Regions from separate parts of the Mus musculus genome. Here regions 1, 3, 4 and 5 are each linked to region 2. The links are chromatin contacts, called in public Hi-C maps. All regions are on one chromosome and are shown on one strand. Each heading gives the region's core, a stretch centred on a gene start, on an enhancer-like site or on the middle of the called end of the contact. The rest is flanking DNA. Distances are from core to core; before and after follow the strand shown.

Evidence for each region. A called contact is a pair of places that touch in the nucleus more often than the background predicts.
Region 1: a contact with region 2 is called in a Hi-C map of cortical neurons, with 3 times the contacts expected there. The contact joins two enhancer-like sites. A contact is called at or near these places in 3 of 484 Hi-C or Micro-C datasets (cortical neurons and embryonic stem cells).
Region 3: a Hi-C map of cortical neurons shows a contact between it and region 2, with 4 times the contacts expected there. The contact joins two enhancer-like sites. A contact is called at or near these places in 3 of 484 Hi-C or Micro-C datasets (cerebral cortex and cortical neurons).
Region 4: a contact with region 2 is called in a Hi-C map of forebrain, with 5 times the contacts expected there. The contact joins two enhancer-like sites. A contact is called at or near these places in 3 of 484 Hi-C or Micro-C datasets (cerebral cortex, cortical neurons and forebrain) and 1 of 115 datasets of contacts at active chromatin or transcription factors (neural progenitor cells).
Region 5: a contact with region 2 is called in a Hi-C map of cortical neurons, with 3 times the contacts expected there. The contact joins two enhancer-like sites. A contact is called at or near these places in 4 of 484 Hi-C or Micro-C datasets (cerebral cortex, cortical neurons and forebrain) and 1 of 115 datasets of contacts at active chromatin or transcription factors (neural progenitor cells).

Annotation. Positions count from the first base shown.
Region 1 is chr2:8,060,627-8,063,326 of GRCm38.p6, reverse strand. No RefSeq gene overlaps it. Among named protein-coding and RNA genes, the nearest start is that of Gm30904, 280 kb to the left of the region's middle. Within about 2 kb of position 1,441, at least 2 of the 459 cell types and tissues checked have an H3K27ac peak or open chromatin away from gene starts, as enhancers often do. A contact at or near this core is called in cortical neurons, where this site is marked.
Region 2 is chr2:8,637,028-8,639,727 of GRCm38.p6, reverse strand. No RefSeq gene overlaps it. Among named protein-coding and RNA genes, the nearest start is that of Gm30904, 290 kb to the right of the region's middle. Within about 2 kb of position 1,412, at least 5 of the 459 cell types and tissues checked have an H3K27ac peak or open chromatin away from gene starts, as enhancers often do. A contact at or near this core is called in cortical neurons and forebrain, where this site is marked.
Region 3 is chr2:7,953,109-7,955,808 of GRCm38.p6, reverse strand. No RefSeq gene overlaps it. Among named protein-coding and RNA genes, the nearest start is that of Gm30904, 390 kb to the left of the region's middle. Within about 2 kb of position 1,353, at least 4 of the 459 cell types and tissues checked have an H3K27ac peak or open chromatin away from gene starts, as enhancers often do. A contact at or near this core is called in cortical neurons, where this site is marked.
Region 4 is chr2:7,732,989-7,735,688 of GRCm38.p6, reverse strand. No RefSeq gene overlaps it. Among named protein-coding and RNA genes, the nearest start is that of Gm30904, 610 kb to the left of the region's middle. Within about 2 kb of position 1,403, at least 21 of the 459 cell types and tissues checked have an H3K27ac peak or open chromatin away from gene starts, as enhancers often do. A contact at or near this core is called in cortical neurons and forebrain, where this site is marked.
Region 5 is chr2:8,025,605-8,028,304 of GRCm38.p6, reverse strand. No RefSeq gene overlaps it. Among named protein-coding and RNA genes, the nearest start is that of Gm30904, 320 kb to the left of the region's middle. Within about 2 kb of position 1,409, at least 6 of the 459 cell types and tissues checked have an H3K27ac peak or open chromatin away from gene starts, as enhancers often do. A contact at or near this core is called in cortical neurons and forebrain, where this site is marked.

The DNA of each region.
Region 1 (2,700 bases), core at 192-2,691, 580 kb after region 2:
TAATTCAATTCCTCATGTTCCCAACCATGAAATTACTCTGTTCTACTCATTAATGGTGATGTTGCTTCTGTTATGAATCATAAAGTAAATACTCATGTCTAAGATACCTGATATGTGACCCTAGAGGGGTCATGACCCACAGGTTGAGAACTGTTCAAAGAGCTCAAGCTCAATCAGCACGTGCCTGCAGATTTGAGTTAAAGTAAGGGCCTAGATAATTTAATAAAATTAAATATTTATGATTTATCAAAATGAATGCTGCGTGTAGCACTAACATTAAAGTCATTTAGTGGTGTTTAATTATTGAGTCATTTGTGACTTGATTTTCAATTGTAGTTGACTGATGAAATGTAATTTTAGTACTGGAGCGACATAATAGTTTTAGTCGGAATGCAGTCCCTGTGTGTATCTTAATTAGCAGCACAAAACACTGAGTTAACTAGGTATATTCTTAGTTATTGATTTAGGAAGAAGAGGGGTAGAAACTAACAAAACTATTCTGTGAAACCTTTGATAAACATCTTCTGAACAAATGGAAATGATTGAATTCAAAGACTCTACTATTGGTTAATTTTTTGGCTAAGGGAGACACTTATTTGAAACTTCTTATAGGTAGAAGGAAACATAGACTGTTTAAGTTGCCACCACCTTATATATTTACTTTGTGCCTTAATTTTAAACAATGAAGCACTAAGTCAAGTATCATGATTAGTTTTGTTGGTGCTTTCCAAAAGTGAGGAAACTTCAAGTTAGTACAAAATCCTGGTTCTAATCTTAGAGTTTATTGTAATTTTGCATGTATGTAAACCTGTGTGTGTGTGTGTGTGTGTGTGTGTGTGTGTGTGTGTGTGTGTCTGTGCACATGTATATGGGTGCATTTATGTAGATGTCTATTGAAGCCTGAGGCTGACATGGTCTTCCTCAATTGATTTCCCATACTTTATTTTTAGAGACAGGATCTCTCAGTACATTTGGAGCTTGCTGGTTTGACTTGGCTGGCTGGCAGTCACTGGGTCCCTGGGATGCCTCTGTCTCAGCTCTCCTAGTACTGGAATTGAAGATGTCTAACACATGCCTGGTCTTTATAAGGCACAAGGGCTTCAACTCTGGTCCCCACACTTGTGCAACAATCACTGTACTGACAAAGTCATGTCTGCAGCCCCTGTTTTCTTGTTTTTAGCTGAAAGATTATATTTCCCTATATTAATTTTGAGTCTTTCAATGCATAATATTATAAGAGGTACTGGGGCTACTCATAAGAATAATGATTTTCACTCAGAAGCTACAGTAATTCACTAAAGCAAACATTTTAGCTACCAGGCTCTTTGAATATTTAAGCAATATAAGCTAGCAACTATTCCTCTCTCTCTTGTAAATTATGAAAATAGAACTTGAAGAGTGTAAAGAATCTTGGCAGTGTTTCAAAATCAAGAAGTGAGAAATGGAGACCAAGTATCTTTTAGTTGAATGCCAGCTGGCCCAGCTCTTATGAAGCCAGTGTAATGAGATAAATATGATAGAAAGAATGTGTGTTTATCATGCCATTGGAGCATCCTAGAGGGCACAGGGAAAATTATATTGAAAACTGTGTCACAAACGTTGAGTAAAGATTCTATCTCATTGTCACAAATATATATCTTTGAGTTGTCTCAAGAATTCTACTTCTATTCTTTTTATCTGTGATGAAATTTATTCTTAGCATGTAGAAGAATGTTTGATGGTTGAACAAATGTCTGAGGTATCCTTCATTATTATAAAAAATGAGACAACTATAATTCCTGGCTCAAAAACTTGTATGTATATGTTTATAAGTCTGTGATGACACATGCATACATACATACATGCATATTGAGTCTAGCTGTCTGTCTTCCTCAGGTGTTGACTATCTAATTTGTTTGCTTGCTTGCTTGATTATATTGAAACAGTTTATCACTGGGATGTGGGGAATCACATGGTTCGCTGTTGTGCCTGTGAGTCCTAAAAATCCTCTTGTGTCTCTTAGCAGTGGTGTGATTATACGATGTTCAGCTTTTTACATAGTTACTAGGAGTATGACTCATGTACTCTTGCTTCAAGGTAGTTTGAAGAATCTCTGCTGACCAAAGATACTGGAATTTTTTTGTCCTTATTTAAAAGCATGCAAAAAAATACCTGCCTGTATGAAGGCCTGCTGGGCCTTATACAAGTTTAAACAGGACTTAATTTGAGAGGATGAACTAATGCTTCATAGTGGCATCAGAATAGGATTAACTACTGGTTCTATCTTGTGTTAACTGTGAGTTTTATTGGTGGCCATTAGGTAAGAAATAGAATTAGAAATTTCAACTGAGCCTTTCATCTTGGAATCAAAGAAAAAGTTAATAATTACCCATACTGTAGAATGATTCGTACCTTTTTGTTAATTTTTTATTATATTGAATTAAAATTATTTAGGTAGAATGTGCATTTTAACAATTGGGGTATATAAGAAACCGTAATTAAGCCAATCAGAAGCCAGAGGAACTAGGCTTAGATTGCCTGACTTGGGTTTTGGCTTCACTGCTAGCTATGTGTTCTTGGGCAATAGTAAAGTCACAACATTGATGTTTTTCCCTACATTGGTAAAACAATGGTATCTTACTCACAGTTGTTGCAAGAGTTACCTAAGATGATATAGAGAAACTGTTTATATCTGATAAGTGCAGTCAAATAACCTCTTCC
Region 2 (2,700 bases), core at 163-2,662:
ATGATTCTAAACATTGATTGTCTCTCATTGATAAAATTTGATTTTTAAAAAGATTTATTTTCATTTTGTTTATGAGAGAGAGAGAGAGAGAGAGAGAGAGAAGGGGAGAGGGAGAGAAATAGAGAGAGGGGAAAGAGAGAGAGAGAGAGAGAGAGAGAGAGAGAGCGAGCGAGAGAGGAGAGAGACCAAGACAGATCTAGAGGCACAGAGGCATGTGTGTGAGTACCCATGGAGACCAGCAGAGGGCATTAGATCCCTTGAAGCTGGAGTTACAGGTGGCTGTAAGATGCCTTACTTAAGTCTTGGGAACTAAAGTTAGGTCTTATGGAAGAGAAAAACGTATTTAGCCACTATACTTTCTCTCCAGCCCAATAGAGTGTGTTTTCATTTCACCATTCTAAGAACTCCTAGCAAACTAAAGTTCTTTTCTTACTCACATAATTTTTCTCTTCCTTAAGAAGAGAGGCCCATTGAACTTGCAAACTTTATATGCCCCAGTACAGGGGAACGCCAGGGCCAAAAAGGGGGAGTGGGTGGGTAGGGGAGTAGGGGGGGTGGGTATGGGGGACTTTTGGGATAGCATTGGAAATGTAAATGAGGAAAATACCTAATTAAAAAAAAGATTAAGTGAGAAAAAAAAAGAATGTGTGTCTCATTTTATCTTTCATAAGAATGTAGCTGTGGGATGGAGAACAGTCAAATAATATTGGCAAAAGGGGGGCACTGACTAATCAGAGATAAATGAAAATTAACCTACTTTCTAACCCAAGAAAGACAGGAGCAAGTATGAGAACTCTAAAGAAGTAATGCCTCTATCTCTGTTTTCCTAAAATACAATGTGGAAAAAGATATGTGATAGTTAGGGTTGATGGTCATCTTGAGAGGCTCTGGAATCACGCAGAAGCCAACCTCCAGGAACCCAGGAGATCCTGTGTAGGAGGGAAGCAGTGCGGTACCATTTGAGTACTTAACATAGAGAGGAGGAAGCTAGCTGAGCAGGAAGAACCATTACTCTCTCCTTCCTCTCTGCAGATGCAATCTGACCAACTGACTCAAACTCCCAGCCCTGGGACATGTATTCCACACTGCCTGATGACAGTGTCCTCAGAGTGCTAGCCCAATTCATGTCTTTCTTCTTTAAGTTATTTTTCTCAGGGTATTTTACTACAGTGACAGAAAATATAACTAAGACAAGGAGTTACTATCCTTAGCAATTCTGAAATTTAAAAACAACCACTAGTCCTCATCTTTTATATTTAATATATTGAAATATGATTATTATTGATATTTTTCATCTTATGTAGTCAAAGGCACAAAGGAAATCTTTCTTCCAACATTGCAAGATAAACACCTGCAGAATGCATGAAGATCCTGCAATATCAGCAGAGGGCAGCAGAAAGCTTTTTCACTTGTTTGCTGCACAGCTGCCTTTATTTCTGCCGTTTTAACTTTGTGTATACAGCAGTCATTGAGTTGTTGAGCTGAATACGCGCAGAAGTGCATGGAATCTGTTTGATCTAAGTCCCCTCCTCTTCCCCGTAAGTTCTGCAGTAGCACACCGTGTTACAAGAGAAACATTCGCACGTTTAAAGCTTATTTGGTATAAACTATGAAATACCAAAAGGAAGCAGCCTTGCCTTTGGAGCTGCTTGCATTCTTAACATGGGAAACTCAAGTTTATGGGAACCATTCTCAGATCAGATAAGACGTGACTTTTTCCAGGATTCTTCTTTAGTGACTTTGCATTTACCAGTATGTGTATGTGCTAGACTAAGCCTGTTCCTGTTTAAAAAAAAAAAAGAATAGAAGTTTTACTTTCTCTAATGTCTATTTATCATACTTGTTCAAATATTCATGAGAAATATATGTTCCAGATAGAAAAAAAATTAGGTGTGTAAAAGATTTAGTTTTAATATTTCTCAAGTCATTCAACACTATGCTGTCTTTTATGACTGTAAAAGTAATTCTCATTGTCTTTTTTTTTATAAATGTCAGATAGAAAATTACATCTTGTATATTATAGAAAACGGCACTATTATTTCTTACTGTGTCATTTAACTCTCATCAAATCTATTGAATTCAACGAATGATGGCATTTTGGTTAGGATAAAGACTTTATGATGTTCTAGGATTGCTGCAGAGAGAGCACTGAATTAATTATTTGAAAATCTGTAACATGAGTGAGGGCAATGTTCAGCTGACCAGACAGCATGGGGTTTGGGTTCAGATGGCCAGCATCCACATTAGAGTAGGACATGAAAGAATGTGTCTGTAACTCCAGGGCTGAGGGAGCAGAGACAAGATGATACACTGAGCTCAGTGGCCAGCCATCCTGAGTGAACTGCTGAGTTGTGGCTCAGAGGATACCATAGACGACATCATAGTTTACCAAGGACAACATCCTCTAGCCTTTGTATCCACTGAGTCAAGCATATACATGCGAGTGCATCTGGATTTTCAGGTGCATAATCAGAAACTGAGTTGAATATCCACATTTTTCCCTGCTTCTTCACCATGGATCTAACGAGTCACCTCAAGCTCCAGCTACCTTGACTGTCCAGCCATGATGGATTATACCCTCAAACTCAGAGCCTAAATAAACATTTTTTTCCTTGAGTTGCTTTGATCATTTACTTTGTCCTGGTAATGAGAAAAGTATTTAAAAGAGCTGCCATCCTTAACAAACTTACTTTATTGTAT
Region 3 (2,700 bases), core at 104-2,603, 680 kb after region 2:
ACATGGTCCACCCTTCTTAAAATAAATGATAGGATTACACTTGACACGACATCATTTCCATGTAATTTGTCCCTATTTTCGGTAACACTTTCAAACATTGGTAACCACATCTATAATGCATAGGTGCTTCCTAGCTGTGTGCACATGAACTCTTTACTTCATAAAAAGACACATACTAGTTAGCCACCATGGGTACAATTATGTAGAAGTCATCTTCCACAGACCATTTTCAGTGAATTAAAAACAACCCCATTTAAAACAATCTCCTGAGAGCTTATAAAATTCTCTCCATCTCTGAGAAACTTGAAAAGTAACAAGCAATTCATTGCCCTTCTCTGAGGGGGTCACTAAGCAAACGATCACAGAGGCTCAGGGGTCTGCCTTCTGATCTGGTTAAAGAGCTTCAATCAAGGAGACCCTGTCACAGAAGCAGAACCAGAAGCTAGAAATGTGACTGCTGAGAGGTTTCCCTGACAGCACACAGGAGAGAGAACATTTTTACTGAAATTTCAAAGGTTAGAAAATGGATTTTGAAGCCAAAGACATAGTGTATGCAAAAGTTTCTTTTTTTAACTCTATGCTGAACAAGTCAGTACATGTTGGAGCGATGCAACAATCACTGTTGTCACACACTTCAGAGGCCAAATCATGTTTCTTATAAAGCAGCATAATAGTCATCTTTGCTAGCATTGAGAGAGAGAGAGAGAGAGACAGAGACAGAGACAGAGAGAGAGACAGAGAGACAGAGACAGAGAGAGACACAGAGAGAGAGAGAGACAGAGAAAGAGAGAGAGACAGAAAGAGAGAGAGAGATTAAATTTGAATGTCTAACATAATTTTTACAAAAAGAAACTCTTTTCATGGGATATGTTTTAGTTGATAAGTGAACCTTAATTTGTACTTTATTGATTTTCTTTGAGACAGAGTCCCATGTATCCCAGGTTTTCTTCAAGTCTACTATATAGTTAAACTTGATTTTAAAGGTCTGCTCCCTCGGTCTTCACCTCCCAGGTGCTGGCATTATAGGCACATCTACCACACCCAATGCTGGATACCAAAATAGTGGCTTCCTGTGCACTAGGCAAACATTCTCCCTACTAGGCAATATGCCTATCCATTTATTTCATATTTCTATGTCCTGAAACTTCATCGTGTGTATATGTGTGTGTGTGTGTGTGTGTGTGTGTGTGTGTGAAATAGGATTACATTACCAAGTTTCAAAAGTAATCCATTGTGACATTCCCTTGCTTGTTTTTCGTATTTTGAGAGTAAAAAGCCACTTCTAGAGGCACTGCATTTGCATTCTCTATGAGATGGTATTTTATAGATATGAAGAAAGTCTTCCAAAAATGTTAAGGGAAAAGATGACTCTCATCTTGTGACGTTCTTGGCATTTGCTTGTGAGATTTCTTGATGGCCCTGTACCATCAGAGACAGCTGCTTTGGTAAAAACTTAAGAAGAATGTCTTTATTCTCAGTAACAGAAAGAGACCATCAAAAGTTAAGATGAAAATGTGGTTTTGCTGCAGTCTGGCAAACTGCAAACTTTGTGAGCATAAAAATATTTGGTGTTCAGGTCCACCTGTGCAAAACATGGATGTCCATTAAACATTTCCCCAACAACTATAATGAACAAAAAAAATTATCATACTCAGAAAAGTAAAGGGAGCACATATACATGGGTTAATTCTCTGTTATACTTTTTAAATAAGCATATTGCTTCTGCCAGAGTGACAGTAGTTATAAGAGGGCATCATCTGCCAACTAGTAGAGATCATAATTCTGTCTCCCCCCTATATTAGTTAATCATTTTACAAAACCTGGAGATTTTTATAGTCACTATATGAGAAATATTTTAAGCTGACATTCTTTAAGTGGCAAGTTGTTTCCTTAATATGAGTTTTGCTCCCTGCTCCAAAAATGTTTTAAGAAAATATGATTTTATCATCATTTTATTTTGCTTAATGTGAATGATTTCAATGCAATTGAATTGAAAGCCTTGTCTTCTTGTACTGCTTTGCTTTGAGGAATTCCAGTGAACTTTGCTGCCATCTTTGTATGGTAAGTTTCTGCATAATCTCTATTTGAATTTACCGTACATAAAGGCAATGAGCTAACAGGTTATTGCAGAAAGCCATGAATAGATTGTTACTACATAATACATTTCTGTCATGAACACTAAGTTCGTATATTTTTCTGTTTGTCCATGTATGAATGTTTTCTTTAAGGTTCCGAGAAAAGACAGGGTGTCCTGTGCCTCCTACAAATTCTCTCATTCATCACTAGTCTTATTGAAACCAGAGCAGAGAGGCAAGCTGGAGGGCTGACAGGATACTGAATGGAAGACACCCTAAATGAAAAAAATCTCATTGTGGAAGCTGTAGTATGCCACAGTGTGTCCCATAGTAAATCCTGTTCAAACTTCTTGGCTTGCTAATGTTCACTGTTATTAAGTCTTGGCCTAGTTTGAGGATCTTTACTAGGACTGCTCTTGGATATCCTGTTGTTGCCCTGTGTCCTAGAGATCCTGAATTTCTTGATGTGCAGGACTGTCCCCTTCACCCACTCCAGCAGTTCATAGATGGCATAGATGTTGGATTGAGGCGACTCAGAGCTCCAGATCTGGGCCTAGGTAGAATCTGAGCTGGTTAGCTGCCATCTCTCCAGTATCACATCACCAGGGCAGGCTCTCTAGCACTG
Region 4 (2,700 bases), core at 154-2,653, 900 kb after region 2:
AGGAAATGACTAGTTGGTAAAGTGCTTGCCTTTAAGCATGGAGGGTTGGTTGGATTCTAAGCAGTAGTGTGAGAGAGCTTAGCCTAGCATAGCGGCTTATCATCCAGCAATGGGAAGGTGGACACAGGGATGGCTAAATTTACAAGCCTGCCCATGCAACCAAAGTCAGTAAGTAAATCTGTCTCAAAGTAGTGGGATGCACATAAGAAATAACACAGAGGTTGTCTACTAGTCTCCACACGCCCATGCTCAGATGTATGTGAATTTGTTCACACATGTGTATCTCTGAACATATATAGACATAAACACACATGCATGCATGAAAATCTTATTATTTTTTTTCTTGTTTCTATGAGGTGTTGCTTAAGGATGTGGGTATGCTAGGAATTCATATTTAGAGGGATGCAGTTATGTAAAAGTTATAGAGAGTTTCTCTAGTCAGTTTATGTTACTATAACAAAGCATCATAGACCAAGAGAATTAATGGGATAGAGATTATTTCTCATAGCTGGGACTACAGGTCTGACATTAGGGTGCCTGTGCAGTTGGGTTCTTAGTAAGAGTTGCTGCTGTGTTAAAGGATGTTGGATGCTTCTTGTTTCTTTTGTGCTCTGAGCATAAATAGCAAAGTTTTTATTTTGCCTTTTACCAGGGTAGCAATTCCCCTCAAGAGGACTCTAGCTTCATGACCTTTTTAACTCCCAAGAGCCTATCTCCAGAAAGCATCACGCTGGGGATTAGCATGTAAGTATGATGGGAGCAAAGACTTAGAGCTGACAGCCTCCTTTGCTTCATTTAAAATTTTTCTTTTTAGAATTAGGAAAGAAATGGATGCACAACTTAGCAAGAACTTGCCGCTTCAAATACGCACATATAACTTTTAATGTACACAGATGGAGTTACAGGTGCCAGAATCCCTGCTCAGGATAACTGTAGGAAGCTGTGTATACTGTTGCTGGGGTGGGGGTGGGTGGGGGGAGCTTCCCCTTTGTTATGCTAGTGGCAGGGACTTTATCCCATTTACCCAGAAGCCTCTAGGCAACTGCAAATAATGCCAAGGGACCATGCTGCCATATGGCTGTTATGCAGTCCTTTCTGAAGGTGTCACCCAAAGGGGTTCTCTGAGGACTTACAGCCACGTGCAGATTGCTTCCCCCCCTCTCGCTGCCTGCTTCTTTCCTCCCCCGCATACCACCCGCCTTCCTCTCTTCCCTCAAATGTTCTGTAGCTGTCAAGTTTCTTTTATAGAAATAAGTGAAATTATAATGAGACAAGAGATAGACGTGCCAGAGATGAATAGAAAGACTTTATGGAATTGCTGCTGTATCTGAAAGCCTTAAAGAGGAGGCAGGAGGGCGGATAATGGCTGTCACCCTGCACAGGAAGCACTCCCCTGGCACATTTGACTTTCAAAACTGCTTCTGATCCGTTCATAGGAAGTTGGTGCTGTATTAAACTGCATCGTACAGAACTACACTGTAGAGGCAGGGAAAAGTCAAGACCCTGGAATTCTCTTCTGAAAAACCTCATCTGAGAGCCAGAGCTTCTCATTTGGAAAGGCTACCTTGTGGCATCTTCCTAGAGTTTTTGGTTGAGGACCAGTGTCCTTCCCATGTCCTGTTTTTCATAGCATGGCTTGTGCTCTGTTTTATTAGGAAAGGAGAGTGTACTCGTCGTTATGTTATGAAAGTATTGCTCTTTTCACCCATCAGCTACTAGACTGAAAAAAATTGCCTTATTATGAAGTTGATAGTGAAAGTTTCAGGGAGCAGATGTTCTAATTACTCCAAACATGCCCATCGGATAAAAAGAAAGTCAGAATTTTACTTGTGAGAATACCAAGCAGGAATTTTTTTTTTAAAGTGTGTGTGCATGTGCATGCAAGTGTATGTGTGTGTGCGTGTGTGTGTGTGTGTGTGTGTGTGTGTGTGAGAGAGAGAGAGAGAGAGATGCGCTTGTACCACCACAGAGCTCATGTGGTCAGAACAAAAATATGAGGAATCTTTTTCTCTCCTTCTACCATGTGGGTCCTTGTGATTGACCATAGGAACTCATGTTTGGCAGAAAGTGCCTTTCCCCATGGAATAGACTGTCTTGCTGGCCCTGAAGGAAACATTCCCACATTTGTGTTTTTGTCTCCTTTGTCTGTGCATCTCTTCTTTGCTAAAAATAAACTCATGAACCTTAATTCTATTGTTCCGTTTTTAAAAGTAGGAGTCATAGAGTTAGGTGTTAAATGATGTTTTAAAATTAAAGAAGGGCCTGCTATGGTTGTGCACAATTTTGTTACTAGCATTTGGTTGGCAGAGACAGATGGATCTTGGAATTTGAGGCTATCCTGTACGACAGAGGGATTTCAGAGGTAGTGAGACTTACAAAATGAGACACAGCAGCCTATGGGGAGGGGGAAAAAAGAGCAAAGTGGGACCAGAGCCTGGCATGCATGATTCTCCAAAGACAGAAGGAGCTGTTTTGATATGGATCTGAAGTTTACTGAGACACACAGAGAGAAAATGAATGCAATGTGATTTAACTGTATGAGCCGGAGCCCCACTGGCCAGCCATTTTACCCTAGTGAGCCCCAGACTGTAAGTCTCAAACCCTCACCCTTGGGCAAATGGCTCAAGTGACTATTTAACATATGAAAATAGGCCTGGCTGCCAGGTTCTCCCAGCATCCCTCAGTACCTACCTGTTACAG
Region 5 (2,700 bases), core at 160-2,659, 610 kb after region 2:
TCATTACTGTGAACAGACACCATGACCCAGGCAGCTCTTACAAAGGCAAACATTTAATTGTGGCTGGCTTAACAGTGTCAGAGAGTCATTCCATTATCACCACGGCAGAAAGCATGGCAGCACACAGGTAGTCATGGTGTCTGTTCACAGTAGATATAAAGTGCACAGCAATGGTCTTTTTTTGTCACTTTTTGTGTCTGTGTGTACCTATGAGCATGTATGTGTATGTTCACATAGGATGGGTACACACATATGAAGGCTCAAAGATTGATTTGGGTGTATTCTGTATTCTTGAGATTATCTTTTTTGAAACATGGTCTCAGTGGCCTGGAACTTTCTGAGTAGGTTAGATGAGTTGAATACCAAGTACCAGGGATCTATGTGTCTCTGCCTCCCCAGTACTAGATTTCAAATGCACTGCATTACACATGTGAGTTCTCACATAACTCAGTCCTCCTGCTTGTTGGCTCAGAAGTTTATTATGTTATTTCCTAACCCTTTTATCTGTTACATTATGGACTTTTTCTATACTGGTAAGCTGCCCAGTTCCTTGTCAGCACACACTCCAAGTGCTAAGATGCAGACAGTGCTACAACATGGTTAATTAAAGGCATTTTTTTCAGTTTCAGATAAAATTGCAATTGCTAGGCAGCCAGTGGTAAGCCATGTATAACTTTGTCATGTACCCATGTCAGTAAAACCTGAGCATCTTGATTAATGACTGTAGGGTCACTGCTGTACAGTGTCAAAATTCTTTGAATTCTTCTCTAAATTCAAAACCTATCCCTGCTGACTGTTAGGAGCAGAAACCGGGGATTATGCTAATTTGGATTATTAATTAGCTGTTCTATTTCCCCAGAATGCAAGGGATGACATCTATACCAACACGCCTGTCTATCCCTCCAATAGCAAGAAGAGACAGAAGAAAAGCTGCTTCCAATGCTAAAGTTAGGATACTGCAAAGGGCTCTGGAAAACAGGGCTAGGTCGTGGGAATTTCTTAGCGCATCCATGATTGTTCAGAACACTGATGATGGGGGTTCTGTATGCAGATGAAGTCTCGGAGGCGTGGCCAGTATTCAGCATTCTACCTCTAACAGTGCTGCCTTCTTTTCACTGCTTAGTTAGAAGTATCCACAATATTTATAACATCCTTCCTCCTGTCTGGGGATTTTATTATAAGACAACAGGGACTGGAAAAACTATGGTCATGTAAAAACAGTTAACACAAGACCTTTTCATTCATGTAGTTTTTCATGTGTTCTGTATATGCATGTGTGTGTGTGCATGTGTGTATGTGCATGTGTGTGTGTGTGTGTGTGTACTCATATTTGCTCACGTGTGCACATACCTGTGGAGGCTGACGTTAATACTAGGCATCTTCTTGGATCGTGCTCCACTTTATACTCAGGCACAATCTCATCCGGAACCCGGTTGCCTAGGTAACCAGACATCTTCTGTCTTTGCTTCTTCAGTGAAATTATAGGTAGCCACCACAACTACATAGCTGTTAAGTGGGTTCTAGAGTTCCGAAGCTCAGTCTTCCTGCATGGCGAAACCTCTATCCACCGTGTCGTCTCCATAATCCTCATGACCAAGTTTACAACCTGCCTCAGTATTTAAGAGTGTGGGAGCACCTGGAACTTTGACGACCACAGTTCTATGATGCTATAATTCATGAGCTTTGGCCCTATATAATTTTCATTATCTTTGCCTCGGCATAGGAAGATTTTTGTAAACAGAAGCTTTACTCATTCAAATAATGCCAATTTCCCCAAAGTTGTCTCTGTATTTCAGAGTGTCTCATAAGTTTGGCAGACTGTACTGTTATACTGAGGCCATTGCTATAGTAGCATTGTTCTGTTTTATGTGTTCGATCCTATTTTCAGATTTTATTTTTATTTCAAAGTTCACCACCAAATGAATGCTCAGAAGACATTGATATCAGGTACTTTAAACATGAAAACACTAACAGGCTATTACGTAGCACATTAATACCACAGATTTCGCACAAAATTTCTGGTGAAAATAAAAATGTCATCATTTTTTGACAACATATGTTACTAACCTCAGTATTTCTATTTACCAATCAATGCAGCTTGAACTTGTCATTGCAATCTGAAACCAACCTGAAAGTTAGGAAAAATCTTACTTTTCCACAATGGTAATCACACTGAAAAGGTGTCCATAATGATAATAATTTGCATAATTTACATCATATTGTAATACATTTTTATAATTCAAAATGTTCATATTTAATGCTGATAATATACCCTATCCTAAGGTCATAGGGAATTTTTACTAATTCTCTAAGTAGAAAATATGCATAATTTATTTAACCATTTTCCTAAAATGTTAAGAATTTTGAAATCCAGCAACAATGGCTCCAAATCCTGATTATGCTGCTCAGGTTGGTAATAGTACCTGAGCTAACACAGACTCAGTCTCTTATAACTTCACTGTCACCATGTGTCATATGAGACATGTGTTAATATGATTAAAGGGAATGGTGGGAATGGAAAGAAACCTAAAACTCTAATGCTGTCCTTGGCCCACAAATCTATTCTCTTCCTTGAGTCTCACTTCTAACTCATGCACACCTGTCTTCCTTTAGTGACATTATCCAAGCTTGGCAAACAAGATTCTGCTTCCCCATTTTTAGGGGGTGGTCCTTTTTTTATATTGAGCCCACTATAGGTAC